Regions from separate parts of the Sus scrofa genome. Here region 2 is linked to region 1. The links are chromatin contacts, called in public Hi-C maps. All regions are on one chromosome and are shown on one strand. Each heading gives the region's core, a stretch centred on a gene start, on an enhancer-like site or on the middle of the called end of the contact. The rest is flanking DNA. Distances are from core to core; before and after follow the strand shown.

Region 1 (7,646 bases), core at 1,529-4,028:
CAAGAAGGGGGGAGGGCCGGGCGCTCAGAGAGCTGGTGATGGATGAGGTGAGGCCCCAGGAAGAGACTAACGGCTCCGGCCTGCGTGCTTCTGCCTGGGTCAAGGCGAAGGGCTCACAGGGACGTTCTGTGCGAACAGTATTGCAGGCTGCCTGCGAGCTCCAGTCTCTGATGCTGAAGGAATCCAGATGGGGTTGTCAGGTGGAGCTGAAGGGTTGGGGGGTGGGGCTGGAAAAATGAGCCCCTCTCTGTCCTCTCAGCCCTACTTCTTCTCCAGGAGGCTGAGAAGGGCTGATGTGAAATTTTGCCATCAGAGAGAGTAATGGATTTACGGTGTGGGCATCTGAGGTTGAATCCCAGTTGGCTCCCATCATATGTGTGTCTTTGGACAAGTCAATGAGCCTCACTTTTACCATCAGTAAGCTGGACCTGAAGTATAACCTACCTAACAAAGTTGGGTCTGAATAGCAATGGCACAAATATTGTTTAGGCTAAATCCTGTCATTTTTGAATGAGCGCATTGCTTTGTGAGGAGGTAAACTCTCTGGAGCTCAGTCAGGGTCCCACGACCGTGAGAGGGGGCATCTGGGATCAAGTGAGGGAAGTTTCTCCTCCCTGGGACACGTGTCAGTGAGCAGCCTTGTGTGCCCTCCCCCACCTTATGGCTGGAGGGGGTGCTTTCAAATTTTCTTTTGCTGGAGTAGAGTTGACTTACAGTGTTGTGTTAGTTGCAGGTGTACAGCAACGTGAATCAGCTATGCATATACATATATCCGGGGATGGGGGAGGGAGGGCTTTGTCTTTAGTTAACACAGTGAGCTACCTTGATTTGGGGAAGGGCTCTTCCCTGCTCTGGTTCATCCATCTCTGGCTTCCCACTCCAGTCCTTCTCCCTCAACTCTCCATCTTTGGCTCCCATCTTTTCTCTCTGCTCAGTTTTCTTTCTGATGTACCCATGACCCCCAGGAGATTCCCAGCTGTTTGTCTTAGAGTGGTTGAAGTGGAAGATGTCTGCTTGCTGAAATGCCAGGGTCTCCGTTAGCTTTGAACTTGACACGTGTGTACATTCCTTGTCTGGTGGGATTTCTCCCCTCAGCTGCTCCACAGCTCAGCGAGTCTCCCCAGGGTCCCGTTCACGTGCTTCTCTTCACCTTTGAGTCCCACTCGGTGCAAAAAGGATGCTTCTCTGGTGAACTGTCCGCACCAGCATGGGCTCCTGACATGAGTAATCAAAGGCATTGCACGGTCAATCAAACCTATCGATCTTTCTAACTTAGCTGGCTCATTTTATGGAAAACACATGACTAACCCATCAAAAAGCAGATGATCCTCGCAGTGTAAATTTTCATCCGTGTAGAGGAAAATTACATTTTCTTTCCCTTTCTCCCCCTGCTGCCTTCGCTGACATGTGTCCTTCATCCTGCATCAGGGCAGCAGCTCTGTAAGAGGAAAATGAGTGGAAAAGGAGGGAGGGACAGGTGAGCAGAGCATTTAGACACTTTGCAAAAGATAGACAGCAGTCCCTCACTTTGTTAAAAGCAGAGAAGAGGAGTGTCTTTATACAAGGGAGGAACTCAAATAAACAGCCACGGAAATTGCACAAGGAGAGAGGAAGACCTCACACGTTTTGCCCTTCTCCAGGGTACGTGTGCCCAGAGTCCGTTCCTGAGTCTCCAACTTGGGCAGATGGATTTCCAGTGGCCTGTGAGTTTTACATGGATCTTTCCCCAAAGTGTTCTGAAAGGGAGCAAATGAGTGTATTTGGAGTTAGGAACCCTAGATTCTACTCCTGGAGGACATAGAGGTTTTTTACAACCTTGGGCTAGTCAGTTAAGCCCATTGAGATGTGAATTCTGTATCTGAAGTGTGGGTTCTTGGTAGCATTTCTGAACTTGGATGGTTCCTGCGAGATCAAATAGGCTGGTGAGACGCCGCCCTGCCTCCCTCTTGGAGGCACTAAGAGGGTCGCAGGTGTGGTGAATGTGACAGTGTCCTAAAGCGATGGAGAAGAGGTTGCAGTCCTTGTGGCTGAGGCACGGTAACCCCCTGCAGCTGGCTGAGAAGTGATGGTTCTGCTTCCAAGAACTTGGACGTGGGCTGGACAAAGTCTGACTCTAAGCCTCATGCCCACCTTCCATGTCACCCCTGGCCTGGAGACCTGCTCTGCTCCTCCTTTGGTTCCCAGATCATATGCCTGCTAGTTCAGCCTTGGCCACTGGCTCTGCCTGGCTGGGCCTGGACAAGGCTGGGTCTAAACTCTGGTTTTATCTAACATCCTGACCCACTAGGGAGAAGAGACATTCACTCTCAAAGGCCTTTCTTCCAGACTCCTGCCTCCAACCCCACTCCTCAGAGTTCTGTAGCTCTCCCATACTTTCAGGAAACTGAGCTAAAACAAATAATGGACTCCTGTTTTTAATAACCAGAAGGTCAAAAATCTCATGCAAAGGAAGTGATGGTTGCCAAAAATCCAAGCCAAGGGTCAAAATGGGGCTGAGTGTTTTGTTCGCATAACTGTGTAATTTGTAGATTTTGTGCGTGTGTTGGGGCAGGGAGCCTGGACCATGAACATACAAATAGCAAATCTAAATGAGACATTCCAGGAAAATGAGACACATTAAGCTTTCTCCTTTAATATCTGAAACAGAAAAAGCAATTCTTCCAGCAACCACAAGAATGCTTTATTGCCAACAGGGCTATGGCCTCCAGTGGTCAGGCACTGATTCAGAGGATAAGAATCAAAATCCGGGTAATGGTGGGGAGGGCCTAGCATCCTGGGCAGGAAGGAGCGGGGGCCCGTTTAGGGTGTGATCTGTAAACCAGGCTGCTCAATGGTCCGTAAGCCGAAGCTGCGTAGATGTCTGCATGGAGAAGGCTCTCTGAGGACCAAGCCACTCTCAGTGGGGCACCGAGAGGAAGCAGCAGGTGTGTCCAGGGTTCAGGTCTCTGCTCTAGGCAAGTGCAGTATGTACACTGAAGTTCAGGTGCATTGCTGGCTTTGCCTGTTTCTTCCAGATGGTCAGCTGTGGCGCCTTGGACTTGGACCCTGCCTGCCATCTCCAAGTCCAGGGCCGTCTCGGAGACCTCAGAGAGGTCAGTCGATCTCTGCCACTCCTTTCTTTCTAGATGCTCAGGACAAGGCCTCTTGGGCCCTTTGAGGACTGGTAAGCTCCCTTCTCAGAGTTGGGCACTCCTGCCCCATCTAGGGGACCACCTTCAGCCCCCCACCCAGCTGCAGCCTGCAGCCTGTGGGCCTGCCACTCTCTTTCTCTGTTTACAGACACTAATCATTCCCCATGCGATTGAACAACTTAAGCTGTGAAAATTTGATAAGACAATTTAATTGTCAGCTTTTACCTATCTGCTCCGTGTAGCTGGGTTTCTCGGAGGTGAGCTGGCAGTGTGAGCAGAGACACTTAATTAGAGAACGAAAACAATGAAGCTCGATTAGGGAGCGCCAGCAGCACCAACCCTGGACAGATTTCTCTGCATGCCCCCTACACCTGGGGCCCTTTTTGCAAACTTTACTGGTGGTGCCCTCTGGAAGGTAACAAAATAAAATGCAGGTTCCAGACACCTGATGTGTGGTAGGGTGGTAGGTGGCTTTGCAGGGGGCAGCTCTCAACTCTTACGAGGGAGCTTGTTTTGTGGGGAGAAGGGGGGAGCGTTAATGGGAAGATATAATTTGGCTTGTGTGGTCACAGCTCAAGGAGATGGTACCAGCCTCCTGACTGGTGGAGAAGGATGGGGGCTGATGCTGAGGAGTGCATTTGCAAGTCTTTGTGAGTTACTAACAGCTGTTCAGTGGATTTTTGTCTTTTTCTGTGTCTTTGTGAGTAATTCCCATGATGCCGCATCATGGGGGACTGGACCTGATTCTAGACCATGTACCTTCATTTTATTGAATTGAACCCTGTGATAATAATAACTCCATGAAGGAGGCACAAGAATATTTTTTTATTTTTTAATTTTTGGGTCATGCTCGTGGCATATGGAGGTTCCCAGGCTAGAGGTTGGAGCTATAGCTGCCGGCCTACACCACAGCCACAGCAACACCAGGTCTGAGCTGTGTCTTTGACCCACATCACAGCTCACAGCAACTCCAGATCCTTAACCCACTGAGCAAGGCCAGGAATCGAACCCACAGCCTCATGGTTCCTAGTCGGATTTGTTTCCGTTGCACCATGACGGGAACTCCAAGGCATAAGAATATTCCTATTGCGGATGCAGATCCTGAGACTCAGAGAGGTCAAGCAACTTGCCCGAGGCAATACAGCTAGATAGAAGGATCAGGATTTAAACAGATTGTACTAGAGCTGTCGGGGCTCTGCCCAGATCCCCTTACTGATTCTGGGTACCCATTTCAGCTCCACTTTCCTGTCTCTGACTCTCCCAGGAGGTCTTCCCTTGAGCTATTGGCGACCTGCAGCCAGTGATCATCCGCAAAAGGCCAGCTCCCTGCCTGGAGGCAGGCCAGACCCTATGGTGTAATTTATGCTCCAGAGTCCCCCACGGGGCCAGGCCCGAGCTGGAACCTCCCTGACTTCACACCTTGGCTTGACTTCTTCTTCCCTTTCGCAGCTCTTCCTCCTCTCTGTGCCCTGTTTCTTTTCCTTCTTCCTTAGTAAAGCTCTCGCACACAAATTCTTATCTCAAGGTCCGCTTCTGTACCACCTGAACCTAAGTCACGGATGTATGTTTGACCTCTGCCTGCCCTTGCTGGAAGCCCCTAAGTCTTGTCCCTTGTTCCATGTGGTCAGCATATCTCCTAGGCTGGTTTGCGAGTGTGGGAAACATCCAGCTTGGAATTTCTGCATGGACCCAATTTGCAGTAAAATAGGAGGTGAGCCAGAAAGATCTCCTTGGGGGTGAAATTCCTTAGCTTCTCTGGGGCACAGCTTCCTCATCTGTAAACTGGGAATAATAAGCATCTTGATAACAAAGGACTGTTGAGGGGAGTCACTGAGTTTGCATGTGTGAAACCCTTGGCGTTGAGCACAGGCTGCGTGCTCACTACAGGTTCGTGGTTATTACTGGAATTCAAGCCTTGTCATCCCTGTTGGGGTTCAGAAACGAGGTCACCGTGTTGGGTGGTCTCGTAGGGGAGGAACCAAGCCACCTGTTCGGTACACTCTAAGCATTTATTTAAAAACGATTTTGGGGGGTAGAGGATTTTAAAAAGGCCGTTGCTGGATTGATGGAGTATTTGCCTGCCACGGTCAGGAGAAGAGTTTCTAGATTTTGCTGCGAGTGTCAGGTTAACTGCTCATTCTCTCTCCATCTCCCTTTCATTGGTGGGACGAGTTTGCCAAGCATTTCACAAACACCATGAAGGGAAGAGAGAGGATGACGGGAGATGGGCTGAATGTGGCAAACGGGGGGAGCCAACAGCCACAGCGCTGGGCATTCCCCAGACGCCCGCATTTAGGGCCTGATGAACTTAAAACATTTCCCAGCTTCTTAAGACTTGATAAGAGTCGACTGGGGAGAGAGAAGATAAGCTCTTACAAGGGCTAATTTGAGGCTTAGGAAACTTGAACGTGCCTAAATCTTAAATTGTCAGGGGTGGAGCACTGGTGGTCGTGGGGTCCGAGGAGGGGGCGGAACATTCTAACATTCGGGGAGTGGATGGGGGTCCCCGCTACCCGGGGCCCTCCTCCCTCTTTGCAGCTGCTGGGCTGCGGGAACTTGCATTCTCTTTTCTTCCCCTTGTGAGGGCTTAGATGATTTTCCCTTTTGAAGGCATAGAAATAGATGGCTTTGGATTCAGAGCACAGCCTCTGTTGGCTTCTTCCTCCCCGAGATGCCTGGAAAAAAATATCAAAGTGGGGCCTTCGTGGTGCTGTTCCCCTGGCGTCCTCTTGATGTGTTAATGGGTCACGCTCACTGCACTGCCGTCCCTGCTGCCAGAGACACTGTTCCATGGGCAAATCTCTCTCCCTTTCCCCTCAGATCAGGCGGCACAGAGCCAGCCAGGGAGCAATTGGTTTTCCTGTCATGAACCACGCTTGGCTAACTTTTGATCTTTGACAGGGAATTTCCTGCAAAGATACAGACAGAGTGGGGCTCTGATCCCAGCTGCCCTGGGGCGCGGGAGGGGCATTTTGTTGCCATTGGATGGTGTATTCATTTTTTCTGTGGCTTCATAGTGGCTTAAAACAACACCCATTTATCAGCTCATGGTTCGATAGGTCAGAAGTCTGGAACGTCGTGGCTGGTTCCCTGCTCAGGATCTTACAAGGCTGATTTCAAGGTGACTGCTGGGCTGGGCCATGTTCTGGGAGCTCTGGGGAGAATCTACTTGCAAACACATTCAAAGTCTGGGCAGGATTCATTTCCTTGTGGGTGGAGGACTGGGGTCCCGTTTCCTCACTGGCTATCGCTTGGGGGCACAATTTAGGGCAGTAGGTGTTCCTTCTCGTGTGGTCGCCTCCCTTTCCAAGCCAACAAGGGCTCGTCGAATCCTCCTCGGGCTTTCAATCCCTCTGACTTCCTCTTCTGTCACCAGCCAGAGAAAACTCTCAGCTTTTAAATGCCCAGCTGCTTGGGTCAGGCCTACCTAGATCATAACTGTTGTATAAAATCACTTGACATGAAGTTTCTGCTGTGGCACAGCGAGTTAAGGATCCAGTGTGGACTCTGTGGCAGCGCAGGTTTGATCCCAGGCTGGGTGCAGTGGGTCAAGGATCCAGACGAATAAATAAATAAATAAACATATCAGCTGATACGGGACTTTAATTGCATGTTCGAAATTCCTTCCTAGGTTAATGTTTGAGTGATCAACTGAAGGATGGGAATCTTGGAGGCAGGGGGAGAGTCTGCCCATGACTGTGATGAGCTTATGGCTAGAGGACCCAGGTAGCCTTGAAGAGCCTCCCCTGTCCCTGTAAGGTCCCGAGGGAGGGAGGGAGGGAGGAGGGCTCCCAGGGGAGCTTGGCAGACGGGAATGAAGCCAGCAGCATCTTATTCTCAGCAGGGCCTCTGTGGTAACCCCCAGGAAGGCTTCTGCAGAACCAGGCAAGCTGGTGAGTTTTGAGACCGTAGGCTGAGGAATCTCTCCCAAGCTCCTTAGCAACCATCGTTCCCTCTTTCCTTCTTATGTGGCTTCCCAGGACCAAATAGGAACTCTCAAAAGCACGTACAGAGGACATTGCGGCTACTTCTTACAAAACTTAATATTGCCAGATGTCAGTATTTTATATTTACTATATTTATTTACTAAAATGAGTCATTGAAACTTTGAATCCCGGGTGGCATCTTGCAAGCAATTCTCACTCCATCTCTACCAAGGTCCTTCAGAAATACATCTGAAGTAACAGAGGGAGCAAAACCAAGACTGACAGCCCACTAGCTCAAGGCATCTGGGGGCGGTTCCCATAAAGGGCGGAGTGAAGTTGTTCTGGGAGGCATCTATGTTCTCCCATTCTAATCTGAATGACTCCATCAGCTTCGTGGCAGGCAGTCCTCGGCTCTCTCTTTGTCTACAGCGTTCTTGAGTCAAAGGGCCGGGGTCTCATCTCACCTGAGACCTGGGTATCCATCTCACTAAGCAGCAGTTCTGTGTTTGAAACCTCGGTGCATTTCTACTTGTTCCTCTCTCTCAGCCATGAGCCTAGCACTTCCCCTGGGCGCTTACCTGGGACCTGA
Region 2 (7,217 bases), core at 2,640-5,139, 140 kb before region 1:
TTCTTTTTCCCACCACACCCCATTCCTTTTTTATGCCCTTTCCTCTTTCGGAATCAAGACTGCGTAGATTAACATCCTACCTTCCCCTCTAACTGTGTGACTTTGGGCAAGTTCCTAAGCCTCTCTGCGCCTCAGCGACCTCATTCATATGCAGATAACAGTAGGCCTATGTGGGAATCTTACCTGGAAATTGCTTAGAAGAGCCCCTGGCACTGAGGAAGGAAGTGCCCCTTAGCTATTATTAGGATGGCCAGGGTGGGAAGTGGGTTCTGCCTTTAGGACCTTAAACTCAGCACAGTAAAAGGGAGCTTTCAGACACCCTCCGCTGCCTGAGTTTAAAGTGAGGTCGGGTGAGGACGGGGGTCACACGAATGTGAGATTCTGCATTTAGGCATCACTGTTTGGGAGAAGAGCTAAGATCTCAAGGAGAGAATGCCCATTCTCTTTGGAGGGGGGGTGTATGTGACAGCAACGGGTCCATGCGGTCCGCTTTTAAATACGTAGACGGGGGGAATTTTGCCTGGGGCCTGAGGGCAGCCGTTTTGGTGCTGGCGGGGTCAGGTGGGGTACCGGGAAGCCCCGGCTGGCAACGGCGGCGACCTTCGCCCCTATGGCCGCCAGGTGGTGCTGTGGCCACGCGGCCGCCCGCCCGCCTCCCCGCCCGGCCCGGCCCCGCCCCGCTCAGCCCAGCGAGCCGCGCCTCCCGGCGGTGCTGCGGCCGCGCCCCCCGCGAGCAGCCCGCCAACGCTGCGCGGTCTCGGCTCCGCACCAGCCCCTTACTCCAGTCTCCGCTGCCCTCGCGGCGGTCACCGCGGGGAGCCGCCCGGCCCTGCGGAAGGTGGGACGCGCTGAGGCCTACCGCCCTTCCCGCCTCAGTTTGCTCGCCCGCGAAGCGGCGCTGCGCGCTCCCCTGGCGGCCACGCCTCCGGCCCACGCCTTCTGGTTTCGGGTTCTTATGGGTCACCGGCCCTGGAACGAGGTACCCAACAGATCCGGGTCCCTTCGTTTGTCCGGTCCGAGCTAGCGACTCCTCCTTCCTCCCTGCAGTCTCCCTCCTTCCCTTCTCCTTTCTCTCTTGCTATGGGTTCAGCAGAAGACTCTGCATTTGATTCTGGGTCTTTTCTCTCCGGAGGAGATGCCCACCCTGTGGCACTGGAGCGTCCATCCTGCCGCCCCCTGACCCTCCCCCTGGACACCCTCACAGGCACCTTTGATCTGATGCGTCCGGAAGTGAATTCATCACCCCCTCGCCCCAACCCCAGCCTGCTTTTTCTCCAGTGGCCCTTTCAGCCCCACCACCCCAAGAGGGGACAAAACCGTAGGGCCGAATGGCAGCCAGCAGCCAGATGAAGCCCACCTACCGGCTGCATCGGGGTGTGTGTGTGTGTGTTGCGGGGGAGTTAAATGGGAGTGTTCAGAGACCCAGGCCACACACTGACTGAAGCTGGCCCTCCCTGGGGCCCCCTGACTGTGCCTTTGGATGAAGTGCCCCCAGGATGCTGAACTTGGAGAGAACTGCCACTGGAAGGTCTCCGAGGCCACAGAGTATGGACCTCTGAAATCTGAGACGGGTGTGTAAATGTGCTATTGAGGTGTTCGGCTAAAGTACATACTGGCCCATTATAGTGTAAGAAGATCTAAATGTGAGCCTGTTAGGTGTGAGTCTCTGTGGACCCTGGGTAGGTGGTGTAGGGGTTCAGGGCCACGTGGGATGCTCCGAGGAGCAGGAAAAGGGGGGGCTTTGAGGAGGAAGGCAGGGGGGTCTGGAGCAAGGGGGGCTTCACGTTTTTAGAGCTAGGAGGAGCCTTTTATCCCCAGCTCCCCTTACTCTATTATTGGTCCAGACGCTGGCCCAGAGGGAGACAGTGAGTGAGGGCAGGCAGCCTTCCTAGAGGCAGTAGGGAGCTATAGAAAGTTCTAGAGCACTCTCCAGGATGAGAAGGTCATTTCTCCAACTAGAGGGGAGGGTCTGCAGGCCTCTCTCTGTCATCCAAGTCCTGGGCCTGGAGCCGATTCCTCTCCAGGGAATAGGGAAAGACCCTGGAGCCATGGCTAGTCTCTTTCAGGGACTGTGGACACAGATTCAAATGTGATGTCCCTTTATTGCTCCTCTGCGGAGAGGAGGTAGAGGGACCTCCGTCAGGGGCACCACCTCTGTCCCTGCTGGGCTTCTCCTTGAGTGAGTGCTGTATTTCCATTAAGCTGGCAAAGCAGTAAAAATCATTTCTTTCTGAACAGGGGGCTTACACATTCATACTTTTGAAGGCATCTATAAAAAAATGGAAAGGGTGCAAAAGCATGAATCTCCCTCCATTCCAGACCCCAGCTTCCCACTTCCTCTTCCTGGAGGCAGTGATCCTGACCAGCTTCCCCACAGCATCTTGGATGCTCTGTGCACGTTAAAGCCTATGTGGCCATACATCTCCTCTTAAATGCAGAGCGCATTAGACAGCCAGCTCCAGCCCTTTCCTTTGACTCAAAAATATATATATAAAAAAAAGTCTTCGAGACTGTTTCGTATCTGTATGAGGTTGATCTGTCTCCAGCTGAGTAGTTAAAAGCCTGGCTCTGGGGACACTGCTCATGCTTGAATCAGGGTCCATCATTTACTAGCTGGCGACTGTGGGCAAATTGCTTAACCATTTTTTTTGCTCCACTCTCCTCATTTAAAAAACAAAGGTAATAATACTTATTTCATGAAGTCATCATGAGGATTCAAAAACAAAAACGCTCCACACAGGCCCTGGTATGCAGTAAATGCTCAATAAATGATAATTATCAAATCATCCCCTCATTGACTTTAATTCTGAAAAATCACAATGTAAACTTGACAACCCCCCTTACCACCCCCCCCGCGCCTTGTAGAGATGCCATGGCAAAGACACAGGTGCCAAGACCCCTCTTACTTACATCTTGGCTTTGCCACTTGCCAGCTTTGTGCTCGTGAAGAAGTGACTTTTCAACCTCTCTGAGCCTCTGTCTAACCCGTCTGCAGGATGTGAGTAACCATATAACCCCTGCAGGGGTGTTGGAGGGTCAGAGGAGATCCTGGCCACAAAGGCACTGGGAGCAGTGCCTGCCTGTGATACGGGTGACAGTACTACTGGTGACAAGGGCAGTCAGTAGCCTCTGAGCATCTACCATGTGCCTGCCATGAGACGTGTGTGGTCTCACCTGGGTCCCCAGGAACACCATTCTGTCCTTCTTTGAGCACCTGCCACTTACCTGGCACTGTTCTGTGTGTTCTGTGCTTCCCCCTGACACAGCTACTGTATTATCTCCATTTTAGTCAAAAGACTGAGGCTCAGAGAGGTTAGGTCACTTGCATAAGATCACACAGCTGATAAAAATCTGGTTTAGTGCATGTCTGTCTCCAGACCTGGAGCCTAATGGGCTACACCTTGTCACTCACTGGGGCTCAGAGGAGGCTGCTTCAGCACGCCCCCCTCCTCCTCTTCCCTCCCACCCCCTTTCCTCTCCCCTCCCATCCCCACCTCCTTCCTCCTCTTAATCCTTCTTTTCTCCTCTCCTTTGTTAATTTCTCTCTTCCCTTAAGTCCTCCTTCCCCTTTGCCAGGACTCTGGAGGTCTGGGTGCCCTCTGGGGGGCCATCAGAGAGAAATATAACAAGCAGCCCCCTCCCTTCAAGGGGCTGCCCTACCCCAGGGCTGCGGGAAAGGGTGTGTGTGTGTGTGTGTGTGTGTGTGTGTGTGTGTGTTCCTCCTGCATGTTTGCCTGCACATACGTGCTGCCTGGGGACACGGATCCGCTCGAATAGTTGTCGTTTATGTGCGATCCATGTCCGGAAAGGCGGCAAGTCCTTTACAATTGCTCTGCGGAGGCAGGAAGGACAGGAAGCAGGAGCAGGTGTGGTTGTGTGGGAGGCAGCTCCCCAGTCCCGACCGCCCTCCTCCAGGGCCCCGCCTGCGCAGCGGAGGGATCCCTGGTGCCCAAGCCCCTTCTCTGCCCACAGATGTGGCTGCCCAGTTGGCCCTGCCGGCCCAAGCCTCTGCCCACAGGCTGTGTGCCCGGGGCTGGAGGAGGCTGTGGACTCACCCACCTGCCTTTCCCCTGTGGCTTCCGAGCTCCGGATATTTCTGAGCTCCTTGGGCTTATCTGGAAATGGGGCTCATAAGATCTGAATTTGGGTGGATGAGGAGTGAGCTTGGGCTGGCTCAGCAGAGCCTGGGGAAGGGTTTCCTGTCGTGGGTTGAGAGGAATGTCTCAGGGTGGTGGGGGCTGGGGGTCCCTGGCAGGGTCCTTGCCGCCAGGCTCTCCGCTGGCCGCCAGGGCAGGTCCTGGCCACGCACCTCGCACATCTGGAAGCAGTTGTCTCCAGCTGCCGGGCGGGGCTCAGGCTGCGGTCAGGGCTGGCTGCCCGTGCTTTGGAGACCTCGGACCCTCAGACATCCCCTCGGAGCAGGGAGGGGAGACTGGGAGAGGGAAGGGAACGGGATACAGGGGGAGTCGGGGGCGAGGGCTGTCTTTTTGTTCTGAAGAACCTTTTGGCTTTTCCCAACACATCAGAAAATCTGGCCGGGAAACTGTTTTTCTTCTGGTCCCACCCATGTCTAAATCAGGCAAACCTGAGCACACATCTGTTTTTGTTTCTAAAGGAATCAAAGGGAGTCCAGGCCTGTACGGGGTCCTAAAAATACATGTTGAAAACTGCTCGTGTTCCACCCTCTCCCGTGAAAGTTTTGTTTCCATGACTTAAAAATTTCCAGCAAGTTGCCATCTCTGCTCTGACCTTCGGCGGCAGTGGGCCTTGTTAAATAGGCCGGAGTCTCCAAAATCGCTGGGGGGCTGGGGTTGAAATGGGTTGGTCTTTGGTCACAGGACATGGTGGAACCGTCTAGTTCTGCGTCCTCATCTTATAGCTGGAGAAACCACCCCAGAGAAAGTCCAACAGCCCGAATGGTCCCTGAAATGACACGATGTGGGAGGGCCCCTGCCCACCCCCAGAGGACAGACCGGAAAGCATCTTATTTGCCACCATGGAGCGTGTGTAGCCTGTGCAGAATGTGGAGACTTTATGGTGAGAGGCGTGGGGGCTGGCCGAGGGTGGGCCTGCCTCTGTACCCCAGGGTTGGGGTCTCCCAGCTCACTTTCCTGCTGAGTGTTGTGGGTGTCACTCGCCTGGGCCCTCAGCTCCCCATCTGAAAATTATAAGAGTTGTAACCATACTGACATGTGTCATTGAAGGAGCATTTACTATGCACACTTCTTGCATTTCATCCCATTTGAAACGATAGCCCTTTTGGGTGGGTCCTAGTGCTGGCTCCACTCTGCAGATGAGCAAACTGAGGCTCCGGCAGGTTACGTGACTCCACCAAGATGTGGAGTCAGGTGTTGGGCCCAGGTGGCCAGGGGCAGATGGCTACTCTGCCTTTTGCCCTCAAACCCGAGGTGAAGATTCACAGGGCCCCTGGTTGGAGAAAGTAGGGCCCTAGTTGGTGTGTGTGTGTGGGGGCAAGTGGACCAGAAGCAGAAGCCCGGTCTTTGGGCACCTCCCAGCAGGCCCCCCTTCTCTCTTAGAGCCCTGCAGCCTGGTGAGTTCACCGGCCTGCAGACTTCACTGCAGGCAGGGAGGCCCACGGCAGCCCCTTCTTGCTGCCACCCTCGGCTGCCGGCTCTGTTTCCCTCCCCCACCATGGCCTGGCACGCTGGCCGCTCACGTCTCTGCCAAAGCAAAATTAGAGTGTGCAGCTCCTGTGGAGAGGGCGGATTTAACCAAGCCTCCTGCCAGGCCCTTGCAAGTGGCTGACAGGGGTGTGGGGAGGGAGTCCAGGGCCTGAGCCTGCGACATTCCTGGCGACAAGGACATCTCCGGGCTGGCTGCTGGCGGCTTAGACAGTGTCCCCACACTGCGAGCTGTTGGAGGATGGCAGGCGCTGTGCTCCCCTCCTCTCCCGCCTGGCTCAGGGTGGGCGCGTCATAATATTACTGACAGAGGAAGCCGGGACTTCCAGAACACTCCTCCCTGGATTGGGGGCTTGGTGGGGGCCGGAAGGATTGCTCTGAGCCCACTAATGGGCACCGCTTTCTGCTGGTGACAGGTGGCACTTTTCTGGTTTATTATGCTCAGTTTTTTTAAAAAAATTCTCTTCCCTGCGGCTGGGCATTTATCTATTATAGATAAGATAAGGGAGATCAAGTTGGAGAAGGTTATGTGACAGTAATTGGAGGGCCGCTTGGCCTTCCACAGAGCTGCTGTGTGATTTCTGCAGTATGTTTTGTTCTGTGGCACCTGATGAAATAGCAGCTGAAGTGATTTGCGGGTTTGTGCTCTGAGCGCTGGGCGGCGCAGCCCACGGGGCGGGATTCTGCATCTTGGCCTCGGTGAGAAGGTGACACTTCCAAGCCGAGCTCGGGGGTGTCAGCATAGGCAGGACTCCTTTGTCTGGTGTCTGAAGCCGGGGACATCGTCTTTAGCAGCTCCTTGACTCCCTGGCTGCAGAGTGCTGGGCAGAGGTAGGTGGGGTGTGCGGCCTTGGCCGTGGGCTTGGCCGGGCTGTGTTCTGGCTGCAGGCTCCTTGCTGTGTCTGCAGTGGTGAACGCAGCCAGGTCCACCCCAGTTTGGTCCTAGGAGCACAGACTCTCCTGTCCTGCCGTCAATGTCACTCATTTGGTCTCTTCCTCTCGGGTGTAGCAGGGAGGCGGAGGTCAGGCCAGGCTCCACGAAGTGCTGGCTCTGGGAACATGAGTGATTTAGAACAGGCATGGGGTAGAGTTCAAGAGTTTGGCATAAGGAGTTCTGGTTGTGGCTCAGTGGTTAATGAACCCGACCAGCCTCCATGAGGACGTGGGTTCAATCCCTGGCCTTAATCAGTGGGTTGAGGATCCGGTATTGCTGTGAGCTGTGGTATAGGTCACAGACGCAGCTCGGATCCCGAGTTGTTGGGGCTCTGGCGTAAGGCCGGTGGCTACAGCTCTGATTGGACCCCTAGCCTGGGAACCTCCACATGCCCCAGATGTGGCCCTAAAAAGACAAAAAGACAAAAAAAAAAAAAAAAAAAGAGTTTGGCATAAGAGGCAAAAATCTAGAGCAAGTTGAAGAGAATGCAGACTTAACAGTTACCCAGTTTTTATGTTTCTCCTATAATGAGAGGCTCACTCACCAGGAGATGCTGGCTCCACTCTGCAGATGAGCAAACTGAGGCTCTGGCCGGTTAAGTGACTCCACCAAGATGTGTGGAGTCAGGTGTTGGGAGTGTG

The links. A called contact is a pair of places that touch in the nucleus more often than the background predicts.
Region 2: a Hi-C map of embryonic fibroblasts shows a contact between it and region 1, with 2.0 times the contacts expected there. The contact joins two enhancer-like sites. A contact is called at or near these places in 3 of 47 Hi-C or Micro-C datasets (alveolar macrophages, embryonic fibroblasts and epiblast stem cells) and 1 of 2 datasets of contacts at active chromatin or transcription factors (skeletal muscle).

What each region holds. Positions count from the first base shown.
Region 1 is chr6:26,886,768-26,894,413 of Sscrofa11.1, reverse strand. All of the region lies in intron 1 of LOC102162742 (a long non-coding RNA gene), which reads left to right. Among named protein-coding and RNA genes, the nearest start is that of CDH5, 220 kb to the left of the region's middle. Within about 2 kb of position 2,778, at least 13 of the 83 cell types and tissues checked have an H3K27ac peak or open chromatin away from gene starts, as enhancers often do. A contact at or near this core is called in embryonic fibroblasts, where this site is marked.
Region 2 is chr6:27,031,358-27,038,574 of Sscrofa11.1, reverse strand. No RefSeq gene overlaps it. Among named protein-coding and RNA genes, the nearest start is that of CDH5, 74 kb to the left of the region's middle. Within about 2 kb of position 3,889, at least 19 of the 83 cell types and tissues checked have an H3K27ac peak or open chromatin away from gene starts, as enhancers often do. A contact at or near this core is called in embryonic fibroblasts, where this site is marked.